2 separate regions of the Mus musculus genome follow, and region 2 is linked to region 1. The links are chromatin contacts, called in public Hi-C maps. All regions are on one chromosome and are shown on one strand. The core of a region is the stretch at or near the end of the contact, and the rest is flanking DNA. Distances in the headings are between cores, read along the strand shown. Region 1 overlaps Chrm3 (cholinergic receptor, muscarinic 3, cardiac). Region 2 overlaps Chrm3 (cholinergic receptor, muscarinic 3, cardiac).

Region 1 (5,566 bases), core at 2,454-4,953:
TCTCTTATGTATATTTGCTTGCCTGCATGTATATCTGTCCACCAGCTATGCTAACAAGACCCAGGTTATGTGTGCCTGCTACTCCAGTGTCCAGAAGAGTCATTGGATCCCATGGAACTAGAGTTCCAGACAGTTGTGAGTCACCATGTCCGTGCTCAAAATCGAGCCCCATTCCCTCTGAAAGAGCTGCAGGTATTCTTAACGGCTGACCCATTTCTCCATCCCTCTACTTTGCTTTTGAGGCAAGGTATCTCTTGTTATTTTCTGCCCTTTCCCCGCATATGACAGCTTCCCATTGATTCTCCTGACTCTCCTCCACCTCAGTTCCCACTTTGGGAGGGCTGGGGCAGAAGTTACAGATGTAAACCATTGTATCTGCCTTTGTTTTTTTTTTTTTACATGGTTTCCAGAAATCAAACTCAGGTCATCATTGGGTTACATGGCAAGTGCCTTTACCTGCTGAGCTACATCACCACCCCACCATTTTCTGGCATAAAGTGTCTCATTGATGTAGAACTCTGAGGTAAGGCAAGACTGTAACAAGCCCAAGGAATCTCCCTCCCCAGTGCTGGGATGACACATGTGAAACCACACGTCACTTTTCTTGCCTGTCCTGAGAAATACAAGGCAGGTCTTTGGACTTGCAAGGCAAACATATTGCTAAGCCGCCTCCATGTCACCCCAGATTGATTCCTGAAGAGAATTGGAGTTTGCTGTATTAATGAGTACCAGGATATTTTCCAGATTTTTCCTGGCATAACAGAGTATTCTGAACCTCTTTCATCTCTGTTTGTGCCAGGGTTTGTCCATCTCTGCCTCATTGACACTTGAAACCAGACAGAACTTTGTCCTCTGTCCACAGATCCTTAGCATCTACCTGCTAGATGCCCAGAACACATTCTCTTCAGGTTATAACAAGAGTAACAGCTCCCAATATTGCCAAGTTTCCCCCAGGGGAAGAGCCTTCTGAAGAGAGAACCATCACGTTAGAGTCTACAAAGAGTGAGCTTTTATAAATCTTAGAAAAAATCCATTCCACTGCCAATCAGAGAGGAGCCTTCTGTTTATCTTCCTGTCTTAGAGAAACTACTGTGGATCAGGCTGAGTGTGGATCAGGCTGGGTGTGGATCAGGCTGGGTGTGGATCAGGCTGGGTGTGGATCAGGATGGGTGTGGATCAGGCTGGGTGTGGATCAGGCTAGGTGTGGATCAGGCTGGGTGTGGATCAGGCTGGGTGTGGATCAGGCTGGGTGTGGATCAGGCTGGGTGTGGATCAGGCTGGGTGTGGATCAGGCTGGGTGTGGATCAGGTGTTTCCTGTCGTTGCTGTTCAGTCCTCAAGTGTTGGGTTCTGCATTTTTCTCTAACAAGGAAGCAAGGTCAGAGGGCTCTGTGACCTACCAGTTGTTGGGGTTGGGGACACATCCTGGACTCTCGGGGGGGAGGGGGGCTGTGGCAGAGCTTCTCCTGCTTCTGCTTGAGCGCCCCTAAAGTAGGAACTGAGTTGGGGGAGACAGAAAAATCAATGGGAAGCTGTTGTATGCAGAGCAAGGACAGAAATAACAAGAGAGACCCTGCCTCAAAGCCAAGGTAGGGAGACAGTGGGGCTATCACGCACTGCTTCCGCTTTGAGGGATTTTGAGTTTTTGTTTTGTTTTTTCAAAGTTACAATTGCATATAGAGATGTATCAGTTGGAATGTGCAAACAAATGGGAATATTAAAGAAAATCAGATATGTGGAACATGTCTGTCTGGCTATAAAGACAGTCTTTTAAGTGTGGACCTTAAAAAAATAGCTAGGAATTTCATAAATTCATTCTTTTTAATAGCTGAGTAGTACTCCATTGTGTAGATGTACCACATTTTCTGTATCCATTCCTCTGTTGAGGGGCATCTGGGTTGAAAAAAAAAAAAAAAAGAAAAGAAATGACTAAATTCAATGGAGGAACTAGAGAAAGCACCCAAGGAACTAAAGGGAACTGCAACCCTATAGGTGGAACATCTGGGTTCTTTCCAGCTTCTGGCTATTATAAATAAGGCTGCTATGAACATAGTGGAGCATGTGTCCTTCTTACCAGTTGGGGCATCTTCTGGATATATGCCCAGGAGAGGTATTGCTGGATCCTCCGGTAGTACTATGTCCAATTTTCTGAGGAACCGCCAGAATGACACCATTGCATACACTAGCAAGATTTTATTGAAATGACCCAGATGTAGCTGTCTCTTGTGAGACTATGCCGGGGCCTAGCAAACACAGAAGTGGATGCTCACAGTCAGCTAATGGATGGATCACAGGGCTCCCAATGGAGAAGCTAGAGAAAGTAGCCAAGGAGCTGAAGGGATCTGTAACCCTATAGGTGGAACAACATTATGAACTAACCAGTACCCCGGAGCTCTTGACTCTAGCTGCATATGTATCAAAAGATGGCCTAGTCGGCCATCACTGGAAAGAGAGGCCCATTGGACACGCAAACTGTATATGCCCCAGTACAGGGGAACGCCAGGGCCAAAAAGTGGAAGTGGGTGGGTAGGGGAGTGGGTGGGTAGGGGAGTGGGGGGGAGGGTATGGGGGACTTTTGGTATAGCATTGGAAATGTAAATGAGGAAAATAACTAATTAAAAAAAAAAGAATAAAAGGAGGTCAGAGGACCACCACAGGTTTCAGTCCCCACCTGCTGCCTTGCTTGAGACAGAGTCCCTTATTATTTTTGTGGCTGTATATAATAAGCTAGCTGGCGAGCCAGCTTCTATGGATCCTGCTGTCCCATCCCGCCACGCTAGGAGAGCAGGAATGACAGGAATACACACTATGGTGCTCCTTCTTTACTTGAATTGTAGGGCATCCAAACTTAGGTCCTTACTCTTGAGTGCCCAGTGTTTTACCAACTGAGCCATCCCCTGACCCCTAGGAGATCTTTAAGCAAAATGAATTCCACGGTTATGTAAGATCAAGCGGTATTTCCTCAAAGTGTAGCTGCTTCCCTTTAACAACAAAAGCCTAGCAGTCACAGGGGATGACATTGAATGACCTTCAGAATGTAGAAAGACAGTAGATAAATCTTAGATCTTACGTAAAGGTCTTCCCTCCTCTAAGAACCCTGGGGACACTGCACTAATTGGCTCCGATGAGAGGGGTCTTTCTGGTGTTTGAAAAGAATTACTCATGTTTGCTTTTGACTCCATTCCATTTCTCTAAAAACACTGATAAAAAAATGTTCTAGGCCTGAAAGGTGTTTGTGGAGATCCACAACTATCCTACTTAGATGTTTGGTTTTTTAGGTAAAACGGTGTTATTTCACAAGCCTCAGCCAAGCCTTTCACATCCTGTTGTCACGGTCAAATAAAAGCTTACGAAAGGCAGCAATCGGGCGGGAAGTCTGATACATCATCTTTTTAAAAACAAGCTTTCTCCCTTTTAAGTGGAATTTTATCCCACTTTTAGCCTTCAGGATTGTTTTGTTCACAAGAAGAATCACTGTACCATATTAGGCAACGTCTCTCCTCCTCACAGCTTGAGATGAAGATGAGGGCTTAGGTTCACAAGTTTGATTCCCTTTAAAGACATGTTTGAGTGGAAAGCTCTGTCCACCCTGTTTGATATCCTCTGCCGACCGACCTACCGCGTGACTGAACTAAGCTGAATTCCAAGTCTGTGGTCAGGGACAGCAGGCTGCTTAGGCATCTTACAGCAGCAAAGTTGTTCTTTGAGTCAACTTTGCCACCTAGTGGCCTGATGCGATCTTTCTATTCATGATGACATAGCTGCTGAGTGTTGTAATGAACTATGACAGAAAACAGACACACTCCTGTCCAAAGCAGAGACCCAAAATAAGCCCTGAATATGACATATACCAGATTTACAAAGAGGAAACACCATGTATCTGGTCTTTCAAAAAAAATGGTTGCAAACTGCAAAAGACTTCCCACGATTAGGATAAGAAAAAGAATAATTAAAGTGGAGATAGAATTAGAGAGCTGGAGAGATGGCTCCATGGTTGAGAGCACTTGCTGCTCTTGCATGGGACATGGGTTTGAATCCCAGCATCCGTGTGCTGGTTCACAGCCCTCTGTAACTACAGTCCCGGGGAATTGGATATACTCTCCTGACCTCTCTGAACACCAAACACACCGGTAGTGCACAGACTGTGCAAGCAAAACATTCACACATAAAATAAGCAAATCTAATTTAAAAATATAAAGAAATAGAAATAATTTAGAGTTCTGGGAGCAAGAAGTAACTTAGACTTTCCAAGTAAGAGGTTTAAAAGTTGAGAGTTTCGGCTCACTTTTCTGGATAGATGATAGGACTATATGCTTTGTGGACCAGAAGGACGAGAGAAGCTATAAGAAAATAGCTGACCTGAGACTTATTTCCAAATTTCTTACATTCTTTGATACTGTTGCTCAACTGAACAAGTCTAGTTGTTTTCAGTTTATAAAATATCATGTGACTGTCTGCAGGGAGGGATTTCTTACTGCCTGCATGACTGACTTTAGAAAAACAAGACTTTATTCATGTCTTTGCTCTCAGTTGTAGGACAGATCGTAAGCACATAGGCTGTGACTTCTGGATTCCACAGACCAAACACAGCAGCTTACAATAAGTGATTTTAAGGAGATTTGCTGATGCCAAAATTATTTTCTTTTAGTCCTACTCATTTTTTTTTAACTTTTTAAAAACAAATTTCAAGAGCCAGTGAGATGGATCAACACACAAAGGCACTTGCAACCACTGTTGACCTGAGGCACATTCCCAGCACCCACATGGTAGAAAGAGAGCACCAAATCCCCCAGATTGTCTTCTGACCTCCACCCATGCACCATGGCATATGCACCCACAATATGTATATCACATGTACAAAAAAAGATAAGCTAATAAATAAATATAATAAAAACACTTTAAACAAATTTATTTCTGTACAGTTGGCATTCACAACAAATGAAAAGAGTCAATGGTTTCTACCATGACACAGATTTACATAACCTGATACAGCAGATTATTGCATGTGTGGTCAGAGCAATTCAAATCCACTTGTTTGTTAAAAAAAAAAAAAAGTATAGTTAGGATTAGCTATAACCCTCAAGTTATATATTAGAGAGGTAGACTAGCCTAGAATATTCACTTGCTACTTTAACCAAATAGGTGAATCAAGAGCCATTATCTATGGATAATCAAATTGTTCCTTCAGAACTGCAGGGAACAAAGGGAGATTTTAGTAGTAGTAGTAGTAGTAGTAGTAGTAGTAGGAGGAGGAGGAGGAGGAGGAGGAGGAGTAGAAGTAGTATAAATGCAAGGTCGAAGTGGTTCTATTGATTCAGATGTAGCTATGTCTAGTGTTGAAAGGCCTGTCCTCAGATTGTATCTGTTTCTCAGGGTTTCACCCCATCCTGCTGCTACCTCATCTTCCATTTGCCTTCCCTTACTCTCAGATTTTGTACACAGATACAAAGGTGGTGAACAGCACCCAGCACCTCCAAAGACGAAAGACCTTTCTATCTTCCTAGCATCTACATGCATTGGCCAAGCTGATGCACTTTGTTTGGCTATGTGTCAAGTCCATGACTGTG
Region 2 (5,345 bases), core at 531-3,030, 350 kb before region 1:
GGATGTGACAGCTGACCAGGCATTGGTACTTTCTAGAGACCCCTAGCTAATATGAGGTTCCCCTATACCTTTAGCTAATAAAAGTTTCTCAATACCATGTTTGTGCCATTGTTTCTGTTAAGTGCAAGTATGTGCTCCGTGTGTCAGGCCCGTGTTGAATGAGACTAATCCCTAAACCAGGAACTAAACATGGTATCATTTATTAGACTTTATTTTTCTGTTACATTGTCTTTGCCACCAGTTTTATACCAAGTTTGTTCTGTCCACTGTGGAAGCCATAGTGGTAAAAAAAAAATAGTTTTCACTGTGTCCCTTTGACATCTCCAAACCATAGTGAGTCTTTGATGAAGGCAGTTTTGCTTCATGCTAACAGCCTGCAGAAGACTCACTGTATTTATCCTCGTTTCTCAGATGAAAAGACAGTCGGTTGGATAAAGTTTGCTCAGCAAGGTAACATGGTTAATAAATGACAGAAGTAGAGGAGCCAACCCTAGGATGTTGAATTTTCAAAACCTAAACTGTTGAACAAGAATTGTGAAGACTAGATTTATTTTTAAACCAACTCTTTAAAAAAAAAATCAGTACCAATGTTCATTTGTATCTTTTCATGTTCCCACTCACCTTATCTTCACCAGCCTTCACCTCAACCACCATTGGCATGTTGACTGCTGACAATCGGAGATAATTGAGAGTGTCTTACCAATTGATACTCCTGAAGTCTGGGATGTTTGCTCTCTGCTTCAAGATGAACCGTCACTTTCAATTTTCAGACTCTGTTCAAATGTCAAGCAATTCCCTGTGAAGCTTGGCCTGAGCTCCTGTGTCTGTTAATTACTCTCTCCTCTGTGCTCTTGCATCTCTTGGCAGATACTACAACCCAGAATCCATCACTCACTAAATAATGATTTCTGGTGTTTTAATTAACCTTCATTAGCCTCAGTTTCCCTATCTATACAAAGGATGACAATCAACATACTCCTCTTGGTAGCTTATGAGTATGAAAGGAGACACTTCATCTGTATTGGTTTGACTGACCGTGGTCCCCTGGGCTCGTATGTATGAATATTTGATACCCAGTTTAAGAAAGTGTTAGGGAGGGATTAGGAAGTAATACCTTGTTGGAGGAAGTGTGTCACTGCATGTGAGTTTTGAAATTTCAAAAGCCCATGACATTCCCAGTTTCCCAGTTAGCTTTTTCTGTATCATGATACTCTTTCAAGATATAAGCTTTCAGCTATCACTCCAGAACTATGCCTGCTTGTCTGCTGCCTGATGTCCCCTGCCATGATAGTCATAACCTCTATCCCTCTGGAATTATGAGCCCCGAATTAGACCCTTCTATAATTTGTCTTGGTCATGGGATTTTAACACAGCAATAGAAAATTAAATAAAGCAGAATACAAGATACTTAACTGCATATCACAGAATAAGAATGTGTAAAATTCCAACTATGCCATTCTATTTCATCTCTTTGTTATTAAAGCCCATGCTGCTGTAGGTTCATCAGTGATGCTTGTGAACTTCCCAGCTATGGGTTCTTGGGCAGATTTACAATGTCAGACATATGTTTTTCCTCCTTTAGAACAAGCATTAAACTGAAGCAGAATGTGGCTTGTTATCCTCATAACATATGTGTCATTATTGCATCCATGGGCATATCTTGCCATGCATTTTATTATTGTAGCTTGCCGGGTTCACAGGAGGGTAAGGCTGATGACTCCGCGAGCAGCCTGCTTAGCACCTTCTGCTACTATGAAATCTAGCCAGCAGAGAAGAAGCTTCCTAGTCATGTACTCAAACTCTTAAAAATATTTTCTCCTGCTATAGGATTGCTTTGTAGGAGGGTGGGCATGACGATCTGTAATTTGTATCTCTAGGTTTTGCCAAGTGCTTAGCTCAAAATGGAAACCTGTGAGCTCATGCATGCTTCTCAACTCCTCCATCCCCTAAAGAAGGTCCCACCCAAGGCTGAAATGTGGCTTCAAAGAAAAGTGTATAAGTGATTGACATAAAGAGTCTTTAATAAAGGTCATCCTCTGTTGTTACTTACTGAGCTTTAGAGATACAGAGGCTACAGCTAGGACACAGTCACACACTTTAACATCACTGCTTTCTTTCTCTTATGCTGAGACTATGGCATGTCACCACAGCCCGTGCTGCCATGGTCCCTCTGAGTAGCAGGGTCCTGAAAGATCTTGTGGTCTCATCTCACTGGTGCTTGGCAGACCTGAGTCCTGCAGCTGTACAAGAGCCAGGCTCTCGGAGAGACCTGCTAAGTCCCCCTGCCATGCTTCATTGACAGGGGATGGACTCTTGCCCTGAGTTGGTTCTGTTCACCCTGGACTTTTAGCTGACCATCTGTTTGAAGGCTCAGGACACGGTGATGGCAGAGCAAATGTGGCAGCCACCTATAGATAGCAATGATCAGTTTTGCGATCAGAGAACTGATGTCAAAGCATGATTGGCAGTGTGCCTAGTAGCCTTCATAACAAATAAAACATGTAGATCCTAGGGAATCAGAGGTGAAAGAGAGAAATAAAAGAGCATTAATTTAATTTGAGATAGAGACAAAAATCAAATACTTTTTCTGGAAGACTCCAAGAACCCAACTTGGCTATTTCTCTGCTGATTCAGGCTTAAGGGGGAAAATCTATACTTGTTCCACCCCCTCATCACCTCCCATTCACTTCTGAACTCACTGATGTCTTTTTCTAGTGTCTGATGGGCTGGTTTGGCAAACGCTGCCTTTCAAGAAAAAAAAAAGTTTAAGAAATCATTACTGGGAGATATATGTAAGTCTTGGTTTGCTTGAAAAGGCAATTAACCAGACTGAAGCATGCATGGTGTTTAATGGTAACCAGTTACTAATTCAGAAATGGAAAAATATGAAGTTCCAGCTCTTTCATATAATTCATGTATTTTATATATCAGTAATTACCTGTGACTTTGCTTGGCAATTATCTTTATTTATCTCTATCCACTCACAGTCCATCATTAGAATGCACCTGTCTGCAGATGTCAACATATGATGGATCAAAACTGACTTCAACACTTCAACCATTTTTAAAAAGAACCTTAGCTTATTTATTATTTTTAGTTATGTTTATATGGGGAAGGGGTAAGAGATTTTTAGGAGAATTTTTAATAAATTAGCAGTCGGGTACAAAAAAAAGTACAAAATTTACAACATGCAGAATAATCAACTAGTTGTGTAGAAGAATATAGGCTTTGTGTTCCTTGATTTTAGAACCAGCTATAAGAGGCACCAGTCACAGTCAGGTAGTATTACATCAGGGGAGGCATGCAAACTGAAGGATAGAAAACTCTTTCAATAGCTTGTGGCAATTTTATTCTCATACATTGAGTAAGATAGGTCCTACATGAAAGGACTCGATCGGTATGACATCATTTGCATGGCATTCTGGGAGAAAGTGCAAGTACCAATGTCATTTGTTGGGGCTAGGGTAGTAGTAGAGAGCTGGCACACAGGAACATGACTGGCTTTCTAGGGTGGTGGAGCTGTTTTCTATTTTGACTGTATTTTTACACTTCTGTGTTTGTTGATAAGATCCCTTCAAACCTCACACCAAAAAGGCCGTTTCCTTATGTTAACTATTCCTAAGCAAGCCCAACTGTACAGTCTGAAAAGAGCATTCTGCATTTAATCGTTTGACCAATATCATCAGTGGAGGGAAGAGCCCCAGTTCAGATTCAAGTGACCTGGTCTTCACCACTTACAGACTGAGAGATTTCTTTTTGGTGGGGGGGGGCCAGGGGAGGTGTGGTGGATGACTTAATGTCACTCCTAAATTCCACCTCTCCCATTCCAATCCCTTACATGATGAAGATGTCCTGTATTGAACTGACTTCTGTATTTACATGTAGTTCTCCTTGGGATTATCTTATTTTAAAACAAGTTGTGTATATTCCATCTTAGATCTACTCACTGGCTATGAGACTACGAACCCCAGTTTCTGTGAAACACAGGGGATCCTAACAGTATTAGATTACTGTGAGGATAAGGGCCTGTACATGGAAAGCGCTCGCCCACGTTCTGGGCATGAGCAGGCATGTGAGCAGTGTTAACTGTAACAGTGTGCTTGCTAAGCGGGACTAGGAACAGAGTGAAGGGGAAGAGAAGAGGCAGGAGAAAGCTAAGGAGGAAAGAGAGCAGCAGAAGCACATGAGAGTTCAAATAATGAGCTTATGGCCATGCCTTTCAGGAAGGTTTTACAAGCATCTTTTTCTTTAATTTAAGTGGTTCTTATCCTCAGTGCAATTAGTGAAGATGATAAGTCTTGGTCTGAAAATGACTTTTAATCCTTTCCTCCACCCAAGGCAGACGCCCCGGAAGCCACTTCCTCTGTTGTGTTTGCTGGCCCTTTGCTCAAACTTCTGGCTTTCTTTCTGCATTAACTAAACGCCTCCTCACCCTGTAACGAGAGGGCTTGACCGCCTCTGTACCACATCGGCAGCTCTGATGCATGGGAGAGAGCCCTTTGTCCTCTGTCTGCCAAATGGATATTTCAACCCAATTAGATTATGTTGGAGCTGGATGTAAAATTCAGATAGACTACAGAGATGCTCTAGTTTGTAAGTTATGTATGAAAAAGCACACTGATTTTTTTTTTGTCTAGTTAATTTAACTGTCCTTATTTCAACTTGAGAGGATACAGCCTTTGGAACACCAGCCCAGAGAAAGTAGCATGCATAGAAGTTAATTTTCAGTATGGCTGATCACTTCAAGTTTAATAGCCAATAAATAAGAGCACAAACTGACAGCTGTGTCATTACAAGTGTAAACACACCTATAACCCAGAGCAATTTTAAACAATCTTAGAAATGCCTCCTACTTTCATTGCTCCTGGATCATTTTCCTGAAGTCTTTCTATCTCTTTGATTTATTATTTCCTACCTAGCCACCGAGGACATCCAGGCAAGGTACTAAAATAGTTATTTCAAAAGCCAATAGGATGGCTCAGTGGGTAAAGCTGTTTGCTGCCAAGCCTGATGACCCAAGTTTAATCTCTGTATCCCACATGGCAGAGGGAAAGAACTACAATACCATCTCTAGTGAAATAAGCTTTTAATAATCTTAACAAAGAGAAGGAAAAACCTTTTCATCTAACTCTGTCTGTATAAGAAAATCCAGCTCCATTAGCAATGTGTCTCACTGATCACCGTTTTCCTGGCCACCTAGGTCCTGAGTATGCTTGAACTGGTGCTCTATGAAGTAGGAGACTCTGGGTATGGATAATCCCGAGAGAAAGAGCCAACCCCTCCCACACAGAGAGACCATTCCATTTCCTGATGATCCTTCTTCCTAATCATGCAGTCAAGGTCAC

The links. Hi-C and Micro-C count contacts between places; a contact is called where the count stands out from the background.
Region 2: a Hi-C map of cortical neurons shows a contact between it and region 1, with 3 times the contacts expected there. The contact joins two enhancer-like sites. A contact is called at or near these places in 1 of 39 promoter capture datasets (the C10 cell line), 4 of 484 Hi-C or Micro-C datasets (cerebral cortex, cortical neurons, forebrain and 1 more) and 2 of 115 datasets of contacts at active chromatin or transcription factors (embryonic stem cells and heart atrium).

Annotation. Positions count from the first base shown.
Region 1 is chr13:9,880,623-9,886,188 of GRCm38.p6, reverse strand. All of the region lies in intron 4 of Chrm3 (cholinergic receptor, muscarinic 3, cardiac), which reads left to right. Among named protein-coding and RNA genes, the nearest start is that of Gm40665, 87 kb to the right of the region's middle. Within about 2 kb of position 3,703, at least 43 of the 459 cell types and tissues checked have an H3K27ac peak or open chromatin away from gene starts, as enhancers often do. A contact at or near this core is called in cortical neurons, where this site is marked.
Region 2 is chr13:10,232,931-10,238,275 of GRCm38.p6, reverse strand. All of the region lies in intron 1 of Chrm3 (cholinergic receptor, muscarinic 3, cardiac), which reads left to right. Among named protein-coding and RNA genes, the nearest start is that of Gm26861, 120 kb to the left of the region's middle. Within about 2 kb of position 1,780, at least 8 of the 459 cell types and tissues checked have an H3K27ac peak or open chromatin away from gene starts, as enhancers often do. A contact at or near this core is called in cortical neurons, where this site is marked.